Linked DNA regions of Mus musculus: region 1 is linked to region 2. A link is a contact called in public Hi-C data. All regions are on one chromosome and are shown on one strand. The core of a region is the stretch at or near the end of the contact, and the rest is flanking DNA. Distances in the headings are between cores, read along the strand shown. Region 1 overlaps Enox1 (ecto-NOX disulfide-thiol exchanger 1). Region 2 overlaps Enox1 (ecto-NOX disulfide-thiol exchanger 1).

Region 1 (6,194 bases), core at 1,539-4,038, 200 kb after region 2:
TCTCAACCCTGAAGCCTGGAACGCTTGTTCAGGCCTTGTCTGGACTCCTAACCCCTGCCCTGAATCTCCTCATCCTGATCTTCCCTGTCACACATGAACTCCCTGTCATTAGTTCCACCCAGAAACCATGTTTCCAGACAGTCTGTCCTCATGCAACCAAATGCTTCCTTCTTCCTCCTGTTCCACCCCAGGGGACTGCATATGTCTCTGTAGCAGGCACCTGTGACTGTGCTGGTCTGTCTCTTCCTATTGAAAAGTCAGCTTTCAAAGGTTAAGCGGATTCAGCCTGTTCCACGTCCCGTCTGCAGTCCACAGCCACTGCCTGGCTTAGAGCGACTTGCTGGGGAGAGAAAAATGGAGTGTTTTTTCCTATGAGTTTGTTCAATTGTACATTCTCTGGTGTGTACATCTTAGGATTTCAGTCTTAAAGGTGCTTCACAAGTCAGTGTAATTAAGTTGTGCCTTGATATTTGAACTCAATTCCTAGCAAGAATCTGAAAGCATATGTCAGAGGTCACAGCAAACAATAAACTAGAATAGTTTTGAAATCAGTTTTAAATACTTAAAAGGAAAACCTAGGGTGCAGTTCTCTGTTTATGAAATAACTAACACTTGAAAGTTAATTTCTCAAAGGGAAACCCCCATGATGCCATGTTCTTAGGTCTCTTAACTTCTAATATCAAAAAACAATTATAGTTCTAGTTTTTAATTGTTCAAATAAAGCTAAACATTTTACATCCAAGTCAACAAAGAGTAGTTTAGAAACATGGTCCATAGAAAGCATTAGTTTTGATTGGCATTTCCCCTCTTACATACATTCTGAGTGGGAAGCAGCTATCAAACACATTTGCTTTGGACAAAAATGTCTATGGTATTGTGATTTATGCTTTCTCCTCTTATCATGGAAGACTGTGCACATGCTAAACTAGACCTTTGCTTCTGAAAACTATGTTGTATAAAGTTACATGCTCTAATACATTTAACCATCTTCAAAAATCCCCATGGGAAAGCAATGATAAAATTATTACGTCGAGTTTAAGCATCACCGCCAGCATGTCTTGGTGGCATCAGCAGGATGGGACCATGGATCTTACCTCATTCATGTTTCCTCTCCAAAGAGAGTGTTCTTTAAAGAACTTGCAGTTTTCCAAGGAAATTTTACTGTCAAACTCTTGAACACATGCAAGTGTGCAGCGTAGCAATATTGTAATTCAGTGACTTGAAAGTCAGTTCCATGTGGATCTTTTGCTTGCCTTGTCTACAAATTTACAAACTGATGCAACCAATTATACAAACTTAACTATTTCAGGTGTCTAGGAGATTTCTTGTCAATGAGAATTTCACTACACATCATGTTGACCCATTCTTCGAGTCTTTGTAAAATAGTTACTACAAAAATATTTGCTAGTGATTTCTGTGCAGACTGTCTTAATCTGGTGTGAAACTTTTCAAATCTTTTCAAACAGCCACACCAATTTCTTCTTTTATAAATGCTCTGTGTCAGATACAGTGGGTGACATCTTCAGTCCCTGCTTCCAGGAGGCTGGTGGCAAAGGCACAGCCCAAGGCTCACCTGGGCAAGAGAGAGAGTCTCAGTTGCATACCAGGAGTCTATCTCAGAAAACAGCAGCATTGGAAATCCCTGTCAGTCTTACTCATCTCCGGGAGAAGAATTTGTCGGTGGCGTTTTGTTTAGTTTAGTTTTGTTTTTTTTCAATTTTTTCTTTTTTTTTTTTTTTTATGTTGGGGATTTCAACCCATGACAGTAGCTAACAGATGAACATTTTTTGGTAACCAGAAGCTCAAGTTTGGTTTAGTCTACTAAACTTTTAGAGAACTGCTACTTAATATGCAAGGCAATTTCATTTTCTTCCCTTCCAAACACATCCTGAGAGTCTTTCTGGGTGACACGGATTTGTTAATATTAGGAAATAAAACTTTCTCTTGCTTTTCAAGTCTTTGCACCTTTTAGTCATTAATTTGTCTAAGTGTATATGAAATTAAACTCATGTAGGGACTCTACCAGAGGTCCCTTCCCTCCTATCTGAGAAGCAGGGAATCTCTCTTAGGGCATTGATGCCACACTGCCTCTAGAGAAAGAAACCATGATACCACCAGGTTATATTTTTTTCATCAAGCTTTCTGAAGCACATTCTTTTCACAGAAGTTAGCACCAAGTAGCCTAGTTTGAGTTCTGGTACCAAGTCCAGCCAAGGAAGCACCAGGGAATAAAGTGACTTCATTTCAGGAGTGTTATTCTGCTGCATGGAGGGGCCTGCAATGAGACCATCCCGCCATGTTCCGATGTCACAAGAAAACTGTTTCGCCCAGCAGCATTTAATCCTATCCTTCTCTTAATGGCTTCAAAGTCTGCGTGTTGTTGGAAGTGCTGCCTCCTGACAGATTTGTTTTCCTCCTAAATGCCTTTGCTCAGAAAATACCACTTCCTTTTTGGACTGAAAAGCCACATGACATAGCAGGAAGCCCATGGGCTGAGAGCCAGGCACTGCCAGGCACTTCCATCCAGAAATGCTCTTCTCAACCACGAGGGCTGAGACAAGTAATTTGCCTTTAATTTTCTCTGGTCTAAGTTTCCTTGTTTCAAAAAATGTGAGGTCTGATAGCCTCTGCATGAAATTGTAATAGGAATTAATAAAGTAATGTACATGGTACCTGTTATATGATACATTGCATGCAGAAAGGACCCGATCCTTTGTACTGTGACTGTAGTAGGTCTTGATATTTGAGACCTTGGCCATGTTCAGTTCTCCTTTCTGGAAGGTTTTGCATCATCATTAAAGGATGTGCTTCTTCATTTTATTGCTTGTGTGCTCACTGTAGGGAAGTGGCTTAGCAATGTGATGGTCGGGCTCTACTGAAGGACAGTAGAGCCGGGTTAACAAGAAGCATAGATTTCATATGCTGTTTACAAACCAGACTTTATTCCAAGCATCTTATAGTAGTAACCCTGTGTAATCCTGACCCAGTAAAATAGGTGCTATGGTTATACCCTCTCTACAAATAACTTTATGGTGGTACAGAGGTGGTGCCAAATCTCCAGTGAGTGGGACGACGGGAATGTGGACATGAGCACTCTGCAGCTGGCAGCCCTGGGCATTTTCTTCTCCTGCTTAGAAGCCTGGAAGCCTCTTTATTCTGGGACATCTACTTTTGAAAGATGTCAAAATGCCTGCTGGAAGGAGGGAAGAGAGGGGGTACACTCTCAGTCAAGTGCTATTATCCCGCAGGGGTCTTCCAGAAGATGCAAAGCCACTGACAAACCAATCCGTGTGATCTGCCAACAACAGACTGGCTCCCCAGTGTCAGGAGAATGGCTGTCCATGGGAATGGTGTCGTTTCTTGTTTGGCCCAGAACCCTTCCTGTAATTGCAATCTTGGCAACGACAGCCACAGGAGATTGAGTGAAACCTTGTGGATACCGCATGGGAACTGTTTCTTTGTAACACCTAAATAGACCCTATTTATTGAGCATTTAGAAATGGTTTTAAATGCTACTTCTAAAGGAGACAGCAGAGTACCATATAGGCTTCCAATGAGGTGTCAACCGACAATGGTCATATTAAAATATTAATGCTCTCTCAGCCTCACTCTCCCCTCTGTGCCTAGGATAGAGGCTTCTCAGCTCGACTGCATTTCAATCACAAATAGAGTTTAAGATTTGCTTGCCTTGAATCTCTATGACTGTGAGCTTCAACCATCTGCGCTTTCTCATTCTGCTCATGGCTCCAAGAAAGTCTTGAAATTTAGCACATTGGGAGAAAAATTTCTACGGAATAAATTCAGATGTACAGTGACATCTAAAGTCTTGCAAGTTTTTATGTTACTTGAGAGACATTTTCTCCGTAGGATTGAGTTGAAGGTGAGAATTAATTTAGCCCTCCCAAATCATCTTTTGAGGTCCGGGGGCCATCTTTCATGCCAGATCACCTTCATCTCATTTCTTACTAACTTGTGAGATTGTAGAATTGGCATGTAGCTGACTGTGTTTCTGTCAAGTTCTATTAAGTGTCCCTTACTGTACACTAAAAAACCTTATATGTGCACATCTGATATTATTTTTAGTCCATGTTAGAACAGCAATGCCTATTTAAGTAAACTGTGTCCTGAGACATAGACCTGTGTGGGCTTTACTTGGGTCACTGTGGCAGTGATTTCAATTTTACAGATGATCTAAGGGACATGTCACTCACTGTTTATAGTTTAATGAATTGTAACTGAAATATAATGAGTGGAGCAGACCTATGCTGTACCAATGTGATAGATTGTAGCATACATACGTGTACCTATTTCAATCAAAATAAGGAATGTATCAGCCATGCCAAAATAGTTCCTAGTTCCCTCTGTAATATTCCCTCCTCATGGTCCTGTCTATCACATTCCTTGAGAACCATTGGTCTTCTGTTTGTCTATAAATTATCTTTTTTTTTTTTTTAAGATTTATTTATTATTTTATGTAAGTACACTGTAGCTGTCTTCAGACACACCAGAAGAGGGAGTCAGATCTTGTTACGGATGGTTGTGAGCCACCATGTGGTTGCTGGGATTTGAACTCTGGACCTTCGGAAGAGCAGTCGGGTGCTCTTACCCACTGAGCCATCTCACCAGCCCTATAAATTATCTTTTATGACAAAATTTTCTTATGAATGAACTATGTAGGATTCATTCAATGCTTGGCTTCTTTCACTCATTACAGTTGTTCTGAGAGTGATTCACGATGTCATTTAGGCACTAGGTGAATAGCAGTGTTAAGAGATGCTGTCCTTACTTGGTTTCTCGTCTTCTGAGGAAACACAGGGTGGTGTGTGCATACTGATAAGTAATGAAGCTGTTGCCTTTATCAGACTGAGGGAGTTTCCCCTGGGCTTTAGGCAGGTAAGAAAAAGAGCTCTGTCTTCTGCCAGATGTTTCCCGGCACCCATTGAGATGATCTACATCTTCTCTTATTAGTCCACCGTGGTGTAAACGTCATTTGGTTTTGTTGTGGTGGTTGTTGGGTTTGATGTGAAACTAGCCTTGTATTTTCTAGTTCTTTATGATACATTATCATTTATATAGATCATTAGATTCAATTTGCCAAGAGCTTAGATGCAAATTTTACATAAAAGTTCATGAAGGATGTTGCCTATAATTTCCTTTCCTTCTGTTTTTGCCTGATTTTGGTATGAGAGGAATGATAGAATCCTAAAATCAGTTGTCAAGTAATACACACATATACATACATAATACATACATACATACACACACATATATATACAGATACATTTACACATACATACACACATACACACATACATATATACACACACATGCACACACATATATACACACATACATATACACACACATTCACAAATTCATATGCACAACTTTCCATATGACTGTAAAAATTTGTGTACAATCCATATTTCTTCGTATTTAGTATTTAACATTAATTCCCTACTAGGGCAATCTAAGATATACTTGCTTTATATGAACAATTACATATAGAAATTCAACTTCCATCATAGGTAACTGGCTATATAAATGAGTTCTTCCAGTGGCTTTGGTACTTCGTGTATTTCAAGGAATCACTTTGTCGTATGTATTGGCCTAAGTGTTCTGTAATAATCCTTTATACTTACTATACATCGGCTCTCTAACTATGTCAACCTTCTCTCGTCTAGTGTCAGCAGTATCTGGTATCACGCCTAATACACTCCCTTTCCTTGCGTGGCTCACGTAGAAATTTGTCTATTTCACCCACACAAAACCGAGCACCAGGTATGATTTTCTCTTAGTATTTATTCTCGGTAGTCCGATGACTCCTGTTAGCTTCTCCCTGAGCCAGGTTTGGTGGACTACTGTTCTCTCCCTGGCTTGCTCGGGAGGAGCCACTGTCAGTGCTGGGCAGCCTTTCTGCTTTTCTCCTGGAGCCACCGAGTGCCGAGTGCCAGGAACTTGTCTGCTGACGCTCCTGGAGCTGCCTCCCAAGGGGCTTGTGTGTTGTACTCTCATTTAGTTTGAGATGCTCTTTTAATTTCCCTTCTGGTTTCTGTCTGACCTACAGGTTATTCGGAGATGTGTTGTTTAGTTTCCAATTAGTTGGTGATTCTCTAGGTATCTTCTTATCATTAATTTCTAATTTGATTCCTTTGTGAACCAATAATATACATTATGTGATTTGTGTCTATATT
Region 2 (6,067 bases), core at 1,841-4,340:
CCTTGTCCCCTGTCACTCATCTCCTCTGTGTTTCTTCCACAATCATTAGCGGCTTTGACTTCTCAGGTTGGAAGGTTTTGTATTCTGCATGGCCGCCCCTTACACTGCAGGCAGCTCAGCATCTGTCGCTTCCTGTAAAGACCAGATGAGCCTTGCTGCTTATTTTGATCATCTAAAGCTACGGCAGTGGTGGTCAAGGACCACACCTTGTTTGGCCTGCTAAATTATCCATCTCTCTTAATTTCTATTTACTTATTGCTCATATGTCAAGACTCTCCAGATGGATTTGGGAGATGAGGGGGCGTGTCACAAGATCTATCAATGAATTGATAAGATTTATCAATGTATTGAATAAATCTTCTTTTTATGTCTTTCACTATTAAAATAAGGACAAAAAAAAGCTCTTCCACCACAGTATTAGGAAAAGTATCATTTGTAATCAAGAATCACTGATGTTTGTAAGCTTCTTTTCCTTGCTCATTTGGTAATTCTATATGTCAATGATAAATTTCTAAATCAAATATTAGTACAGGGCCAGAGGTTTGGCTCAGTGGTTAAGAGTGCTTGTTGTTCTTGCACAGGACCCAGGTTCGATTTTGAGCACCCACAACTCACAACATATGCAACTCCAGTTGCAAGGCTTTTGGTGTACTCTTCTGAGCTCTGCAGGCCCTAAGCATACATGTAGTGCAGACATACATGTGGGCAAAACACTTGTGCAGATAGAATAACATAAAGTCAAAAAGGTTTTAAATTCTCCATAGAAAATTTAGTTTTTGCCCCTTGAATAAAATAAAGCCAGTGATAGTAGAAGGAACCATTCAACCCCACAGAGTGATAAAATCGCTCATGTCTGGTTTCCAGCCCCTCACATTCTGGCTTACGCTAAGGTGTGTAAGGTATTCGGATATATATAAGGTATACTGTAAGGTATACCGAATAAACCATTCATCTAGGAACCTTAAAATAAGTTCATACCTTGTCTTTCAGCACGGACTCCTAACTTTTCTCACCACCTGCTGCAGTTAATCTCGCAAAGGGCAAGCCATATTAAATTGGCAAGCTCCTGAATGCCAATGGAGCTTACTAGAGAACGTGTATATGTGAAAATTTAAAACTTCTCCAGGTCCCAGATTAAACACCTACAAACTCATGTAAATATGTATCCACATAGGGTGGGGGAGCGGAATATGTGGCCATTTTTCCTCTAAAAATAAGCCCTATGGTTCCTTGAGTTCTAAATGCGCTCACTAAGACTGTGCAGGCAGTCCAGGAGTGTGGCAGCACCGAGGAAATTTTGGCTAGCTCATCAGAATTTGAACGCATCCCCCCCGCCCCCCCACCAATTGCAGGGATAGGATTTGAAACAGCTTAACTGAGGCTAACACACACTGACATCCCGTCTTTTGTAGGGTGGTTGAAAATGACTTTCACTGCTATAGAAAGGAGAAGAAGTGTGTATTTTTAGGAATTCACCTGAGCATACAGAACTGTTCAGAGAGCAGCTATTCTATTCTGGTCAGCTCCCGAAAATACCCCACAGAACAGCTGCTCCAGATCCGCTATGTTGAGAATTAAGTCGTACTGCTCCGTTAAGACCATGTCGCCTTATTTGTTGATGATAAAAGAGCTTTTGTTCATTTACAGTAAAAAGGGGGAAGGGGGATAGAAGCTGAGGGATGACTGCCCCTGCACATATAGATCACTAAGAATTAGGATAGGACTAGGATAAAATGCCAGTGCATAGGAAAGTTGAGGAAGACTGCCAGGTATTAATCTTTCCTGATACGGCCGATGGACTGTAGTTTATCTCAGAGATGTGAGTATCTTAGCTTATGTCATTGGACCGTAGATCTAGAAGTCCACTGACTCTCAGTCTATCGCTGCGCTGGATTTTCCTAGGTTGCCTCGCTTTGCATGAGGGATAGTACCCAGTGCCCGGTTGGGTATCCCTGCCCTGCCCTCAGCCCCCTTGTTTGTGATGGCGCTTATCTTGAGACAGGCCTTGAGAGTCTACTTCAGAATGTCTGCGGGAGAGGTTGACTGTTTCCTCTCGGGTGCTGCAACCTGCGGTGGGGTAAAGGCGTCTTGGGGTTTGTATAAAGTCAGCTTCTCCCTTTCCAAGTAAGAGCCATAGCATTGTTTGTTCAGTTTTGCTGTTTTATCTTAGTCTCATGTAAAGTGTTCAGGGTCTTTGGATTTTCTCTCCTTTAGCCTTACACCGGTTTTCTTTATCATGAACATTCAACGCCAGCTTAACTCTGATTTCTCGGTTTCTAAGAACACCCTTGTTCCAGGACTCAAGTATTTCCTTTCTTTCCTTAAAAAAAAACATATTCATTTTATTTCACATGCATTGGTGTTTTTGCCTGCATGTATGTCTGTATGAGGATGTCAGGTCCCCTAGAATTGGAGTTGTAGCTGTGATCTGCATGTGGGTGCTGGGAATTGAACTTGGGTCCTCTGGAAGAGCAACCAGTCCTCTAATGAGACATTCCTCCAGCGCCTGCCTGCCTGCCTTTCTCCCTCCCTCCCTCCTTCCTTCCTTTCTCTTTTAATTTAAAAAAGAAAGCACTAACTTAGAACCATTCAGAATGTCAACAAAACAGCTGCTTTTTTTCTTTTTCTATTTTCCTTTTTGTTTTGTTTTGTTTTGTTTTTTGCAACCACAGGGTGGCATTTTGTTAACAGAACATTGGTTATTTTCATATAAGCTGCATCAGAAACAACTGAAGGTTAAAAAAAACAAAAACAAAACTAGTGTTCTCATACATAATTAAATTGTGTGCTGTGCACCAACAAGAACCTGCTTTAAATTTCCATACCGATTTACAACCCCAAGACTGTCCTAGGCAACTTTATTAGGGCTAGCTGAAGACACATTCAGTAGTTTATTAACTGTACTAGGAGGAGGAGATGGAAGAGGAGCAGGAGGAAGAAGACAATGACGAAAATGTACGGATTTAAAACAAATCTTGCACATCCTTACATTTCAGTGTTTTTTCCTTAAAAGGACAAAGGAGTGAATCATGTACAGGGGGCTGAAATGCTTTATAGAAAAGAAGAACCCCATACTAGAACCAGCGTACTCATCGCCTCCCTCATCTTCTTCATCCTCTTCTTCCTTCTTTGTTTGTTTGGTTTTCTTGCTCTTCCAGCCCTGAAGACCTGCTTTTTTTTTTTTTTTTTTTTTTTGTCTGCATCCGGTTTTCCTCTGGTTCTCTAGGCAGCAATACCCTTTCCTCTTTACTTCAGCTCAGCAGCCTCCTCACAGGGCTGCTTGTTCTCTGCAGTGGAGCTGCCCCACATCGCTCCCAGTATCTTTGCAACGTCACCAATGGATAAGGAAGTACTTCGGTTTTGTTCTGGGGGTGTGACTCAGAACAGAACAGGAAGAAAACTGAAGGAGGCCTCTGTGTGCTTCGTGGTCCTTGCGCTTTCCTTTTGGCCTCCCCTTTAGGAGATGTAGGGTTTTATTTCTCTTTCATAAGAAGCCTTGTCAGCTTTTTCCATGCCCCTTTCTTCTGCAGACGGGTCACCCACTTCTCAGAGCGCTTCTTAGACTCCCCCCCCCTCCCCCTACCAAGAAGCTGATGGAAGCATCCGGATGTTTCTCATGCTCCTCCCAGCGAGTTTGCACAAAGAATTCACATGATGACATTGTTGCTTCACAGCTTGTTAGGATCTGGGCTCTGTTGACATGGAGTTGGTTTTCCTGTGCGAGGCACAGAGTAGCCAAGTGGCTATCCAGCTCTTGCTTGCCCCAGTACTGTCTCTATGGAGCTCAGTGTACTACAGTGGCTGTCCAGTTCCCACTTTCATCTACCATTGATTTACTCTGTTCCCTTTGGAAGACAGAAACGTAGGTCCCTGTAGTGAAGGCCAGCAGGAAGACTTTGCCCTGATATGAAAGCAGTAAACAGGCATCTGCCGGGTACTGGAGGCTAAAAGACTCTCAGTTTACATCTGACCGTGTTGGTGTGTGTTCTGGCCTCAGTGTATAGTATTTTCATGGTCATAGGAGCTTCAGGCTGGAAGAATTCGAAGGGGGATATTAAAGGTCAGGAAATAAAGTGGCTTTCTGATGCATGAATCTTCTTTGCAATATCTCCAGGAAAATATAAAATTGTCTCCATTGAGCATTTCTGGGTACAGATAACTTATTCCCAAGGCCAGTTGTTTCTCTTCAAGATAGAAATTCTTATAATCTGTTAAGCCACCACTCCTCGTCTATAACTATAACTAGACTGTGAAACGAGAATTCCTATCTCCTATTATCTCTGGCCTTGTGTGCTGCCTTAACTCTACGGAATCTGGAAAAACTTTTCGAAAACAAAAAAGGAGAAAATGACAGCCAAAATGAAGCCAGACTTGATAACCTGAATTTCTTGTGCATCATTAACTTAACAAAGTTGCCTTCTAAGGCATGGCACACATAGGTATTGCACATAAAGCTGTGGCCAGAACATGCCAAATGTCCTCCTGCAGAGAGAGAGGGAACCAGAACAAGTACCCAGATAAGGCAGAAGGCACAGATGGGTAATGACCAGAAAGCAGAAAGACAAGCTGGCTGGATGGTACCTTTTGGGTGGTCCTTTCAACAAGGATGCCTTTCTGAAGAGGTGACATTTGGCCACTGTGATCACAGTGACCATGTGCCACTATTTGGTATTCCACTCATTATCATCATTGTGAAGAATTGAGTTGCTGGAGATAGAGCTGCTCAGTGGCCAAGCGTGCACATCTGTAGCATGTGCTCGGCTCTGAGATCCATCTCTAGCACAGTGTCATCAGGCAGCATGAACGTCTTTCCTCCCTCGCCTTATTTTATTGGATATGTGTTAAGTTGGAACTATCTTTTGATTGAGATAAGCTTTGTTGAGATTTGCAGGTCTTAAGCAAGGCCAACTTGTCTTCAACTTGAAGGGCCACCATCTGCCTACCTCTTGCTCATCCGAAATTGAGTTTTCACCTCCATATCTTGCTTGTATTAGAACCCTAATGGTTTCAAATGGCCATCTTATGCATTCTCTCTCTCTCTCTCTCTCTCTCTCTCTCTCTCTCTCTCTCTCTCTCTCTCTCTCTCTCTCTCTCTCCCTCCCTCCCTCCCTCTTCCCCCTCCTCTTTTTCTCTCTTCCTCTCTGTAATGACATATCACACATGTCTGATTATTGTATTCCCTGTAGAACTTATTGATTCTTTGCATCCCATCCTTCCATTTCTTTAACTTCATAATTTAAGCTGTCTTCATACTATGGCTTCTGTGACCATGGAGGTTACTTGAAGAATTTCCGGTGTTGCTTTGTGAGATCTATTCATTAGAGTATGGACAAAGGAACAGCTAACAGAGAATGAAGTCAACCAGTGATAATGGAAATGAGCTTTGGGTCTAGAATATTCCTCGCAAGAGTTGCATGGTTTAAACAAAAACAAAACTCTTCTTAGCTGTTGACAGACTATCGGAATCCTTCAAAGCCATCTTGCTGTCACTTTGTCCTTTCAGGCTTTTCTGGACACTCATTTTGTTACCTGAGCACTTCCCACCTGGCTCTCCACCTGCCTCATGAGCAGCTGTGGTCCAGATCCCGTCCTGTGGCCCAAGGTTCCCCGTGTGTCATGACACCTAAATCTGTCTCTCTGTACTAAGCTCTTTGAGGTTTGGGACAGGGACCATGCCATCCCCTTCTTTGTTTTGTTATTGTTTGTTATTGGGTTAAAAGTCATGTCACATAGAAGTGGCCTATGGAAAGTGAGTGATTCAGCGACATTCGGAACTTGACAGTGTCGTACAATCACTACTCCCAAATATTCTCACAATCCCAGAAGGAAACTCTATCCTTGCTTGGCAGCTGTTTCCTGTTCCTTTCCTCCCCAGCCTCTGGCAAGCACTTCTTGTTACATTTATATCCTTGGTGGTTGGCAAAGTACCTTGCCAGAATAAGTGCTTAACAACTTTTTACTGGAATAATATAAATGGATTAAAGATTCCAAAGAGAGAGAGCTGTCTTGATTTCAGTTGCTTTACTCATCCAGACAATGTTGGACTGACCACAAGCCAGGCCATGTG

The links. Hi-C and Micro-C count contacts between places; a contact is called where the count stands out from the background.
Region 1: a contact with region 2 is called in a Hi-C map of peritoneal macrophages, with 2.5 times the contacts expected there. The contact joins two enhancer-like sites. A contact is called at or near these places in 1 of 484 Hi-C or Micro-C datasets (peritoneal macrophages) and 2 of 9 other capture datasets (bone marrow-derived macrophages and embryonic stem cells).

Annotation. Positions count from the first base shown.
Region 1 is chr14:77,544,268-77,550,461 of GRCm38.p6, forward strand. All of the region lies in intron 7 of Enox1 (ecto-NOX disulfide-thiol exchanger 1), which reads left to right. Among named protein-coding and RNA genes, the nearest start is that of Gm6994, 40 kb to the left of the region's middle. Within about 2 kb of position 2,789, at least 39 of the 459 cell types and tissues checked have an H3K27ac peak or open chromatin away from gene starts, as enhancers often do. A contact at or near this core is called in bone marrow-derived macrophages and peritoneal macrophages, where this site is marked.
Region 2 is chr14:77,340,526-77,346,592 of GRCm38.p6, forward strand. All of the region lies in intron 3 of Enox1 (ecto-NOX disulfide-thiol exchanger 1), which reads left to right. Among named protein-coding and RNA genes, the nearest start is that of Gm41217, 27 kb to the right of the region's middle. Within about 2 kb of position 3,091, at least 41 of the 459 cell types and tissues checked have an H3K27ac peak or open chromatin away from gene starts, as enhancers often do. A contact at or near this core is called in bone marrow-derived macrophages and peritoneal macrophages, where this site is marked.